Regions from separate parts of the Pan troglodytes genome. Here region 1 is linked to region 2. A link is a contact called in public Hi-C data. All regions are on one chromosome and are shown on one strand. The core of a region is the stretch at or near the end of the contact, and the rest is flanking DNA. Distances in the headings are between cores, read along the strand shown.

Region 1 (5,582 bases), core at 1,382-3,881, 70 kb after region 2:
CAACGGGAATGTATTTCTCACAGTTCTGCAGGCTGGGGAGTTTGAGATCAAGGCCAACTCAGTGTTTGGTGAGGGCCTCCTGCTGGTTCACAGATGGTGGCTTCCTGCTGTGTCCTCACAGGGCAGAAGGGGTGAAGGGGTCTCTCTGGGGTCTCTTGTAGAAGGGCACTAATGCCATTCATGAGGGCTCCCCCTTCATGACCTAATCACCTCCCAAAGGCCCCACGCAATCTCATTACCTTCAGGGTTAGGATTTCAACATAGAATTTGAGAGGCACACAGACATTTGGTCTGCAGCAGTCTTCTGTCCATTTTCAGACTGGGTTGTTTTCTTGCCCTGGAGATTCCTTCATGTTAGTCTGGATGCATCCTCTGCCAGCTAGTAGACTTTCACATTTTTTTTTAAAGTGCCTCATGACCTGTGTGAGCCACTGGAGTTGAGGACCACCAATAAGAGAGAGCCCGTCATCCAGGAGGGGGCAGGCTCTTCCATTTGGGGGAGAACAGGGGACATTTGGGAATCACAGCCTCCATGGTTCTAAGGACTGTTCCCATCTCCTCAGAGTCTAGGGGACTTAGAGAAATATATAGCCTTCTTGGCTACGTTGGCCTTGTCGAGTTTGTTTATGACTTTTTTATGGTATGTCTAGCCCCAGCTGGAATATAGTCTCATATAGTCTCCTGTGGGTTGGGGCCTTGTCTTTTGTTCAGTGATGTGTCCCTGGAGCTCAGGATGGTGCTGGGCACATAGTAGGTGCTACAAAAATACTCGTTGAGGGAATGGCTAACCCTTCCCAGCCTCCTCTTCTCCTGCTGTGGAGGGAATGGCTAACCGTTCCCAGCCTCCTCTTGTCCTGCTTTGATATACAGGATTTGACAGGAAGACCAGGGTATGGTCAGCTTCCTCACTTCTGTGGAGAGAGAATCTGATCTGTCCAGAAAGATCGAATGACCTGGCTGTAGTCACTCAGCATCTGGCCTCAGGCACACAATAGGGAAAGGGGATAGTTTAAGACGGATGGGGGCAGGGCAGAGAAAAACCAGTGGGGTAGGCCTGGGAGGCGGGGAGAGGCAGCTCCAGCCAGTACCTGGTTAGCTTGACAGGAAATGCCCCAGTCCGCCTGCGTCTCAGGTCGGAATTGAAGGGGAGGCCCTGGGGCTCCAGAGGCAGCTGGGAGCACGGGAAAAGAAAATAGCACAGGGTAGCTGTTCAATGTAGAAGCCAAACTCAGCAGATTAGCAGAGGACAGGTTGATAATCAAGGCCCAAACTCAGTATTTGAAAAGAATGGTAGAATAGTGCAAACCTTCAGCAAGTTGACCAGGAGGAAAACAAGAAACAGCACAAACACTGATGGTGGAAGCAAGCAAAGCCGGGGATGGAGCGGATTTGACAACCGTTGAGAACACCGTGTTCAACGTACACAATGCATTCGAAGTCCTAGATGAAATGGACAGTTTTCTAGGAAAATATAAATCACCAACATATGCTCATGATGTAGTGGCAGATGTGAGAGTCTGGAAACCAGAGGGGGGAGATCAAAAGGTGATGAAAGACCTTCGCGTATAGAAGGCACTGGGTTCCAGCACTTTATGTGTAAGTTCTACCAGGCCTCCAAGGAACTGATCATTCTCATCTGTTCTTTTTTTTGAGGCGGAGTCTCACTCTGTCACCCAGGCTGGAGTGCAGTGGCATGGTCTCAGCTCACTGCAACCTCCGCCTCCCATGCTCAAGCAATTCTCCTGCCTCAGCATCCCAAGTAGCTGGGATTACAGGTGCATGTCACCATGCCTGGCTAATTTTTTTGTATTTTTAGGAGAGGCGGGGTTTCACCATGTTGGCCAGGCTGGTCTCTTTTACACAAACTTCCAGAACACAGGGAAGGTGTTCCTCAGCTCACTGGCAAGGCTGCCACCCCCACCCCCACCCCCAACCACCTAACAGGACAAGGACAGCACAGGAAAAGAAGGTTGCAGCCAGTCTCATGGGACCCTCAACAGAACATCGGCAGCTTGATTCCGCAGTGGGTGGACAGACTGATGTGCTGGGGCAGGTGGAGCTTAGCCCAGATACAAGAGGATGCTTCATCCTTAGGGGATCCTCAACAGAACGTCAGCAGCTTGATCCCACAGTGGGTGGACAGGCCTATGCACTGGGGCAGGTGGAGCTTAGCCCAGATACACGAGGATGCTCCATCCTTAGGAAGTCTCTCAGTTAGTACACAGACTTCAAAGCCGACCAGTCTCTCTCAGTTAAAGTACACAGACTTCAAAGCTGGATATGAGTCCTGCCTCCACCTTTTCCAAGCTGGGTGACCTTGGATGCATGTCTGGGACTCTCAGAGCCTTGGCTCCCTCAGCTGCAATTTTGGAATCTCGATTCCTGAGCCCTCCAGGGATGGGTGTAAGGAGGGCTCCATCAGGCAGTGTGTTCCTGGCTGTGCCAAATTGGCTCAGTCAGTCACACACAGGGTCACAGCTTATTACAAAGAAAGAACACAGATGACAATCAGCCAAGGGAAGAGATGTGTGGAACGGGTGGAGGAAGGCTCTGTGCTCGGAGCTCCCAACTGTCCTCCTGCCGTGGAGTGTGGACGGCGCTAACTCCTCCCGGCAACAACGTGTGACAACCTGCAGGGGGTGCTGCTGGCCAGGAACGCTCCCCCGAGCTCGGCACTCGGTCTCTGTTGGGGTTGTGTGTAGATATGCTGACCTTCACCTCCATCCCCGGCAGAGGCCGAGCTGATGCACGTGGCCCAGACCCCCAACCCTGAGTCACGCTGTGGGCTCAGCCCACCCGGGTGGCCCAGGGCTCCAGGTGAGCAGACCCTGCCATCAGGCAGTGTGTTCTAGGGGCATAGAGGTGACCCTCCCTGGAGCCAAGGGCAGAGGCCAGACCTCTCTGGACAGGGCTGAGCCTCACTGCACAGCAGCAGCGTCTCGTCCAGTCTCCACGCAGCCTGCAGGGTCCGTCCTGGGTACTTGTGTCATCTCAGGGAAGGGAAGCAGCTTGCCCGAGGTGACACAGCTGGTTCAGGGACGGGGGGATCTGTGGAAAAAACGTACTCAAAGTATCTTTTTCTATTCTCAGCATCAGTGACCACAGAAGACATCTGTGACCAAATGTTGGAGGGGGTGTCCCCTCACATACCGAACAAGCAATCAGCTCTGCAGCAGACACAAGCTGGGCGTCCTCTATTGCATTTCCAACACGGTCTCCCTGGAGACAGTGCCAGATCCCACAGGTTGAGGGCTCACATCCCAAGACTGGCCCCCCATTTCTGATGCCAGTCACAAGCCCCAGGTTATTTCATCTGTGCTTCCAACTGACGGGCTGTACATCGGGCTCCCACAGCCCCTCCTCTGGTTCCGTTAATTTGCTAGTGTGCTCACAGAACCAGGGAAACATGTTTACTGATTTATTGTAAAGGAGATTTTAAAGGATACCAGTGAACAGCCAGATGGAGAGCCACGTATGGTGAGGTCTGGAAGGGTTCCGAGCGCCGGGGCCTCTGTCCCTGTGGACTGGGGATGCACCATCCTCCTGGCATGTGGGTGAGGTCTAGTTTACCTTGCTGTCCACCTCCACGAGTTCAGCTCTCTGGAAGCTCCCTGAACCCTGTCCTTTGGGCCTTTTATGGAGACTTGGTTGAGAGGCATAACTGAAGCATGGACAGCCATGTAGAAATGCGATTAGATAAAACGGGTGTGATCGAATCCGAGTAGACCGAGCGGGGAAACCTCGCAAGGCCTGTGTGTTCAGACCCTTCTTGGCCTCCTTTGGCTTTCTTTCCTCAGGGTAGGGGCAGGACCCCTTCTGAAGGGGGGTGTTATGGCCCACAATCAGACAAATTAGGTCAGAAAAATTTTTTATGGCCAGAGGTGGGGGAAGATTTAAGGATATTTTTAGTTTTTAAGGCCTGCCTTGTGGAGAAAGAAGAGCAGGTGAAAGTAGGGCAGAAGGTCAGGGAGAGACTCTTTTTCTGAGGCCTAAAGCTTCCCATCGTTAGAACAAGACTGTAACAAGGGCTGTGGGGGTCATGAGCCAGGAGCCATGGACAGAGCCCAATGTATACATATCATAAAATCACAGGGAGGGTTAGGACCCCGGGGCTGCTCCATGCTCCCCACTTCTGTGTGCCTGGCCCCGCAAGGCGCACCTGTCCCCGCATGGGTGTGCCCTGGATGTCTCTTCCTGTGGACAATGCCTGGCCAGCGTCCCCTGTCTCTGGGGCCTCAAACCAGGAAGTTCCCCGAGGAGTGGGTGGATCTCAGGCTTTTCTGTGCCCAAGATCTCTGGGAGAACCGTCTGCTGGCACGGCTTCCCAGGCTCCACTCTCAGGTGTGTCAACCCCGGTGCCCTTGAGCTGAGGCCAGGACAGCACCCCTGCCCAGCCTCTGCCTGTGGCTAACACCACACAAGGGTCATGGGAGCCCCGCCAAGGGCCAAGGAGCTGGAGGGTGGTCCAGGGTGGTGCTCTGGGCCCGAGTGAGACTGTGCTCTTCTGACTCTCTCCGATGGGCCCCAGAGCCCATCACGGTCCCACAGCCAGGTTGCGAGGCACCTAGGATCTAGTCAGCGTTGTGCCAAGCCCCCATCCCCATGCCTCAGCCGCCTGAGTCACTGGGATTATAGTCATGAGCCACCAGGCCCACGCTCTTGTATTTTGACCCCCTTATTTAGGAAACGTTTTCTTGTCTGTCAGAGTGAGGGCAGGTGGTTTGCCCCTGCCACTTTGCTTTTTTTTTTGGAGACAGAGTCTCACTCTGTTGCCCAGGCTGGAGTACAGTGGTGTGATCTCGGCTCACTGCAACCTCCGCCTCCCGGGTTCAAGTGATTCTCCTGCCTCAGCGTCCCGAGTAGCTTTGATTACAGGTACGTGGCACCACGCCCAGCTAATTTGTTGTATCTTTAGTAGAGTTAGGATTTCACCATGTTGGCCAAGCTGGTCTCAAACTCCTCACCTTGTGATCTGCCCGCCTCAGCCTCCCAAAGTGCTGGGATTACAGGCGTGAGCCACCTCGCCTGGCCTAGGCATTGCTAATTTTCACACCAATGATTGCTTTATGATCCAGGTACTCCTCTGGCCGAAAATATTTGAAACGGGGAAAAGGCGTGGTACGTGACTTAGCTGTCATAGGCACCAGAAGAATTCTCATCCCTTTCCCTTGGGGACGTGGTTTTGAGGAATTATGTAGTAGGGCGAAGAAACCACAACCAGAGTTGGACTGAAACTTTTTAAATTTTTGGTCTTCCTGGTTGGTGCCATCCTGCTTGGCAGCTGTTCTGCCGTTTCACACCAAGAAAAGTTGTTTCTGAACTTAGTTTACTTTTTTCCCAAGTTAAAAGTAGCTTATATATTCTGCATTTTGTTAAGGAGCTTGCACTTTATCCAAATGGCAGGACGAAGCTGATCTGAGACAGGTGTATTAGTTATTTCTTGCTTCCTGACAAGTCACCCCAAACTCAGGGGTGTAAACAGTAACATCTGTCAGCTCAGAAAGCCTCTGTGGGTCTGGAGTCTGCGAGTGGCTTGGGCACGCGGACCTGGCCCAGGGTCTCCTGTGAGGTCACAGTGCAGT
Region 2 (5,568 bases), core at 1,926-4,425:
CCCTCTTCGAACTGATCGGGAGGCGTTAAAAGGGAACGCGTATGGATTAAATTGAGCTCCATCATCCCAGACTCAGCTGTGGGGGTAGGGGTGGGGGGTGGGGGGGGGGTGGTGGGGGAAAATCTCTGTCCATGGTGCTGAAAGACCGGCGCCAGAAGATAGGGAATTTCTGGATAGACTTGTCCATCAAGGCAGGAGAGGAGGCAAAATCAATGGTGCCAGAGGCAACTCCGTCCCCACCCACAGCCTCTTTGAGTGGTAGATATGAGGGGAAGGATGGGTGGATGTACACCACAGACACACACATACCCACATGCGCACAGACATACATATGCACAAAGATACAGATGCACCATCCACACAGACATGCATTCATACATGCAGAGACACACACAATTCACATGCATGCACTTCTCTAAGGATGGCCCGGAGTACACCAGCCCAAGATGCTCTATAAATGGAAGGTTTTCTGACAGAACAAGTTCAGAAAATGCTGCATGTTATCACCTACCCCTGCCCTGGCCCCCAGCCCCACCCGGGTATACAGAATCATAGTGAAAAGTTCTGAACCGGGTGGGTGTGGGGGGCTAGTTTTATAATTCATCCAGTCAACTAAATCTTGGCTCAGCACCTTCCATCTGCCAAGTACTGTTCTGTGTATGAGAAAATTTCAATCCGGCAGGGCACAGTGGCTCATGCCTGTAATCCCTGCACTTTGGGAGGCTGAGGTGGGTGGACTACTTGAGGTCAGGAGTTCAAGATGAGCCTGACCAATATGGTGAAACCCCATCTCTACTAAAAATACAAAAGTGAGCAGGGTGTGGTGGTGGGTGCCTGTATTCCCAGCTACGTGGGAGGCTGAGACAGAATTGCTTGAACCCAGGAGGCAGAGGTTGCAGTGAGTCCAGATTGCACCACTGCACTCCAGCCTGGGTGACAGAGCGAAACTCCATCTCAAAAAAAAAAAAAAAAAAGAAAACTTGAATCCAGCATTTTCCCAGGTTATTTGAATACAAGATCCTGTTTTCTCCAAACATCTTAACAATATTCCCTGGAACCTACACTCTCCAGGCTACCCTTAGGGAAACGGGGCTATATGGAATAAAATCATTTCCAGATCAACACTGCCTTCAGGCTGGGGAGTAAGCTGGGTGGAGGGTCCCTTTCCACTCACCTGTCTGGCCCTCACTTCCCCTGGGATTGCCTGTCACACCTGCCCCCTGCCCAGGACTCCTCTACCTCCTGCCTTCTGAGAGCCTCTTTTTGTCCCTTTAGCCCTTAGCTGTGTGTCCCCTCGCAGCCCCCATGACAGCAGAGATTTGTGCCTGTTGAGGTCACTGCTGTGCCCCCATGCTTAGCAGAGTCCCTCACAGGAAAGAAGTGCCCGATAAACATCTAAGATTAAGTGGATCATCAACTCAGCAGGGGGCTGGGGGTGGGGGGCATGGGTGTCAGGACTTTAGATCCATATTAAGGTTCTACCACTTTACAAACCAGTAGCCTGGGCAGGCTGCTTCCTCTCCTCGTACCAGCTTCAGCAGCAGCAGCCGAGGAATGATGCCGACCACACAGGGCCTTTGTGAGGACTGGACTCCGTAAGGGGCGTGAACGAGTCTGGGCATGCCCTCCATCAAAGTGAGCATGAGAGGAATGGGGGCCGAAGGAACTTCTGCGGTCACTGCCAGGGTGGGTTCGTGAGCATGGAGCAGCCGCCTAGCCTCACCTTGCCGTGGGTAAGCAGCTCCAATGCAGGTGCACTACAGGGCCGACGGCAAGTGCCACAAGAACCCATGTTCCTTTCTTTACCTGAGACCCATGCCGTGCCCACTGGGCACGGAGCTGCTGCCCAAAACACATTTGTAGAATGAGTGAGTGAGGGGTGGGCATTGACTACCTGAGTGCATGAATCAGTAACGGACGGCGTGTGACAGACACCAAAGCACAGGTCAGGTGCTGGGTCCGGTGCAGGCTGATGTCAAGGTGGTCATGTGAGCTCGCTGAGTTCTGTATTACAAAGTGGGATGAGTAGTGCAGAGCCGGGATTTGAGCCTGGTTCCTCGCCCCTGCATCTTTGCTCATGCCTGGGAGGGCAGCTCCAGTGAGTTAACACATGGCTTGGGGATTCCCCCCTCCACACACACAGTCACACAAGGCAGGCAGGCAAGCTCTTCTTTCCACAGGGCAGGAAGCCAAGGGTCAGAGAGGTTAGTCCACTTGCCCAGGGTCACACAGCCTTAAGGGGCAGGGTGGAAACTTGCCTTGAATCTTTCTTGCTGTAGGTGTCAGCTCCTGCCACCATATACTGGAGCAGGTAGAGGAGGCTGACCCGAGACTCAGTGTGCCCGACTTACGGGGCACCGAGCTGCCAATTCTACCAGACAGACAGGGCACCTCCCATCCTCCCAGGCCTCCAGAAGTGCCCAAGGCCAGAGCTCCACAGAAGGACCCTAGGAGAACTGAGCAATGCTTCCTCAGTCTTTGCTAACCCAGCCCACTCTGAACCGCCAAGGTTCACCCCCTCCTTTCGAGTGACCTGAAATTTCAAAAACTGACATGCAATACCAATTATCTAAGCAAGGCTATGGCCACTTGAGAACACGCTTTTTTGATCCACAATCACTCCTTAGTCCTCTAACAAATCCTCCAGGATCTGTAGACCATCAGTGGCCCTGGTTTCTAAACCCCCTGCCTCCAGATGAGGCCCCAGGACCCTGCTCAAGCACATCAGGGTGTGAAAGGACAGATTAAAGGCTCTAACTGGAAATCCGAATTTCTCCTTCAAGTACCCCTCTACTATGAAACCCCCAAGTCAAAGACGCCTGCAGCTTGCCGCCTCCAATCGCTCCTGAGTAATCGCAGCCTTCAGCCAGGTTGAAAATACCCCTTTGGGACCCTCACTGCGGCCTCCCAAGGCCCCAGGAACATGGGTCCTCAGGACCTGGGCTGTGGGTCCAGGAAACCAGTCGCCATGGTCGAGCCCCCTTCTGATCATGAACAACAGCGCTCACCTGGCAGGGAGGCTGCAGCGGCTCTACGGGACCAAGCCCCTCAGGCACGCGCACTGCCTGAAATGCCCTAAGCGCTCGGCTTGACTGTGGCATACCCGCCCTCTCCCCCAGCCCCTGGCTGGCTCGTCTGCCTGGCCCCTGCAGCAGAGACAGCTGAGCGCACCATCCTCCTCCCGTAGGGGGCGGGCGGTCCTGTCCCCGAAGCGGCAGCCGCCGGGACCTCATCTCCCAGCCTCCTTCGCAGGGAGACGCAACCACGGGACCAGCCCCGTGAACGGCACAGGTAGGGAGATGTGCGCCCTTTGTAGAGTCTCCCCAGCAGCTGGAGGCAGGAGGAGGGTGCTTTTGGGGTTAGGGGCGGGAGCCACACGATAGGAGTGGAGGAAGCCAGCCGCCCCTGTGAGAGGGTGGCAGAAGCCGTGGGGGCTCCTTCCCCTGCAGCGGGCAGGCCTGGCCCCGACCAGTCTGCCCTGCCCCATCATCTACAAGCGGCTCCCAGGCCCTGTGAGCGCCCGCACCACAGTGAGGCTATCCGCGGACAGGCCCCCCCCCCCCCGCCCAGAGCCCTCCGCGGGCGACCCAACGGGCCACTCCCGGGGCGCGGCTGACACTCTGCTGCTGCCCCGGCGGGAGCCTCCGTTTACCCCTCTTGCCCTTCTTCCTCCCGGACTCAAGAACCACGCAGAGGGGGACGTTTGGATAGTGCCATTTATTATTCTAGCACCCCTTCCTCCACCACGCCCAGGCCTGGGACAAACGGGCACCCGCCTCCTGCGGCGCTGCCTCTATTGAATCCAGGTAGGGGAAGGAACGACTCGAGCTCTAAGGATGGGACCCGGAAGGCAGAAAAAAATAATGGATTGGGGCGGGCGGGAAGTCAAAAGGCGGGCTGATTAAAAGAAAATTCTAAAAGAGAAAAGGGCCCCTAGTTCTCTTCCCTCTCTGGGATCCTCTAAACACAAAGGGCCTGGTTTCTCCATTCCTCGCAGCACCCCCACCCCCACCCCGGACAACTGAGGAAGAGTAGGGAAAATGGCCTTCTACTTGAGGCCTGGTCGCCACTCGGCCTCTACAGTTCTCTCCATTGTCTCTCCGGCTCGCAGGCCGATAACCTAGGAAGGGCGGGCCAGGCTCAGGGGGGCAGAGTCTCGAGGCGGAGAAGTGAACTGGCCCTAATACCCCCCAGTGCCCCACATTGATGGCGCGGGGACAGAGGAAGGCAGGGAGCTGGGGATGCCGCGGGGTCCATCGCACCCCGTCCGCTTCTCCCTGGGTCTCTTGGTCTTGCACGTCGTTGTTCCCGCCAAGCCCGAGGGGCCCTGCCCACGCCCCCCCCCCCGGGCCCCTCCCCTACCGGCCCTCCCCAGCGCGGCACTCGGGGCACCGCCCGCCCGCGGCCTCGTCGTCCTCCTCCTCCTCCCCGCCCGCCCGGTAGTAGCTCTGTCCGCAGCTGCTGCAGACCGAGGGCGCGCCCACCGCGTGGATCTTCTTGTGTCTCCGGAGCGCGGCGCCCTGCACGAAGCCCTCCCCGCACTCCACGCAGATGTGGGCCGGCTCCTCGCCCCCCGCCGCCCCGAGCCCGTCCCCGTGCTGGGCCCGCTGGTGCGCCAGGAGCCCGGCCCCGTGCCCGAAGCCCTTCCCGCACTCCAGACACACGTACGGCTTGGGGGCCGGGGCGCGCCGCGACCGGGGCCCCGCGGCCTTTGCCCCCGCGCCCGCCATGGCTGCCGCGGCCGCGGCCCCCTCGCCCGGCGCGCCCACCACGATGATGCCCTCGCCATCGCCCACGGGGATGGCGATCTCGCCGTCAGCCGCCACCGCCTCTTCGGGCCCCTTGGCCCGCCGGACGCTGGCCGCCAGCACCTTGGCCGCCACGCCGGGCCCTGACAGCTCCGGGTGCAGCCGCAGGTGACGCGCGAGGCTCTTGGGCTGGCTGAAGCCGCGGCCGCAGCGCGGGCACACGAAGGGCTTGAGGCCGCTGTGCGAGCGCCGGTGCTTGGCCAGGCTCTTGCTCTGAGTGAAGCTGCGGCCGCAGTCGGGGCAGGTGTAGGGCTTCTCGCCCGTGTGGATGCGCTGGTGCTGCATGAGGTTGGAGCTCCAGCTGAAGCGCTTGCCGCATTCCAAGCAGGCGTAGGGCTTCTCGCCCGTGTGGATGCGCCGGTGCTGCACCAGGTGCGAGCTCTGCGAGAAGGTCTTGCCGCAGTCGGCGCAGGCGTTGGGCCGCTCGCCGGTGTGCGTGCGCTGGTGCCGCGTCAGCTTGGACCAGTGGCTAAAGCTCTTGCCACACTCGTTGCAGATGTAGGGGGCGGGCGGCCGCGGCCGGGGAGGCGGGCCGGCTGGGGGCGCAGACTGGGGCGGGGACAGCTTGGTGGGAGGCCAGCTGGGGACGTCGTCATCATCCATGATGAGGATGTCCACTGGAAAGCAAGAGGGTAGGGGTAGGTGAGTCAAGAGAGGCAAGGGCTCCACGCCTGCCTTGGCTGCTACGCTGGCCTCGGGTGCCTCGCTCCCCCTGGCGCAGGACCTGCCCTGGTGTCCTCAGAGTGTGCATCACTCCCTG

What was found. A called contact is a pair of places that touch in the nucleus more often than the background predicts.
Region 1: a Hi-C map of induced pluripotent stem cells shows a contact between it and region 2, with 1.9 times the contacts expected there. The contact joins two enhancer-like sites. A contact is called at or near these places in 2 of 7 Hi-C or Micro-C datasets (induced pluripotent stem cells and stem cell-derived neural progenitor cells).

The regions. Positions count from the first base shown.
Region 1 is chr20:59,098,955-59,104,536 of NHGRI_mPanTro3-v2.0_pri, forward strand. All of the region lies in intron 3 of ZNF444 (zinc finger protein 444), which reads left to right. Among named protein-coding and RNA genes, the nearest start is that of ZNF444, 14 kb to the left of the region's middle. Within about 2 kb of position 2,632, at least 2 of the 24 cell types and tissues checked have an H3K27ac peak or open chromatin away from gene starts, as enhancers often do. A contact at or near this core is called in induced pluripotent stem cells, where this site is marked.
Region 2 is chr20:59,027,931-59,033,498 of NHGRI_mPanTro3-v2.0_pri, forward strand. It overlaps ZNF787 (zinc finger protein 787), which reads right to left. Exons shown (of 3, transcript XM_009436474.5): 3 at 3,699-5,425. The coding sequence ends at 4,359. Among named protein-coding and RNA genes, the nearest start is that of ZNF787, 36 kb to the right of the region's middle. Within about 2 kb of position 3,176, at least 3 of the 24 cell types and tissues checked have an H3K27ac peak or open chromatin away from gene starts, as enhancers often do. A contact at or near this core is called in induced pluripotent stem cells, where this site is marked.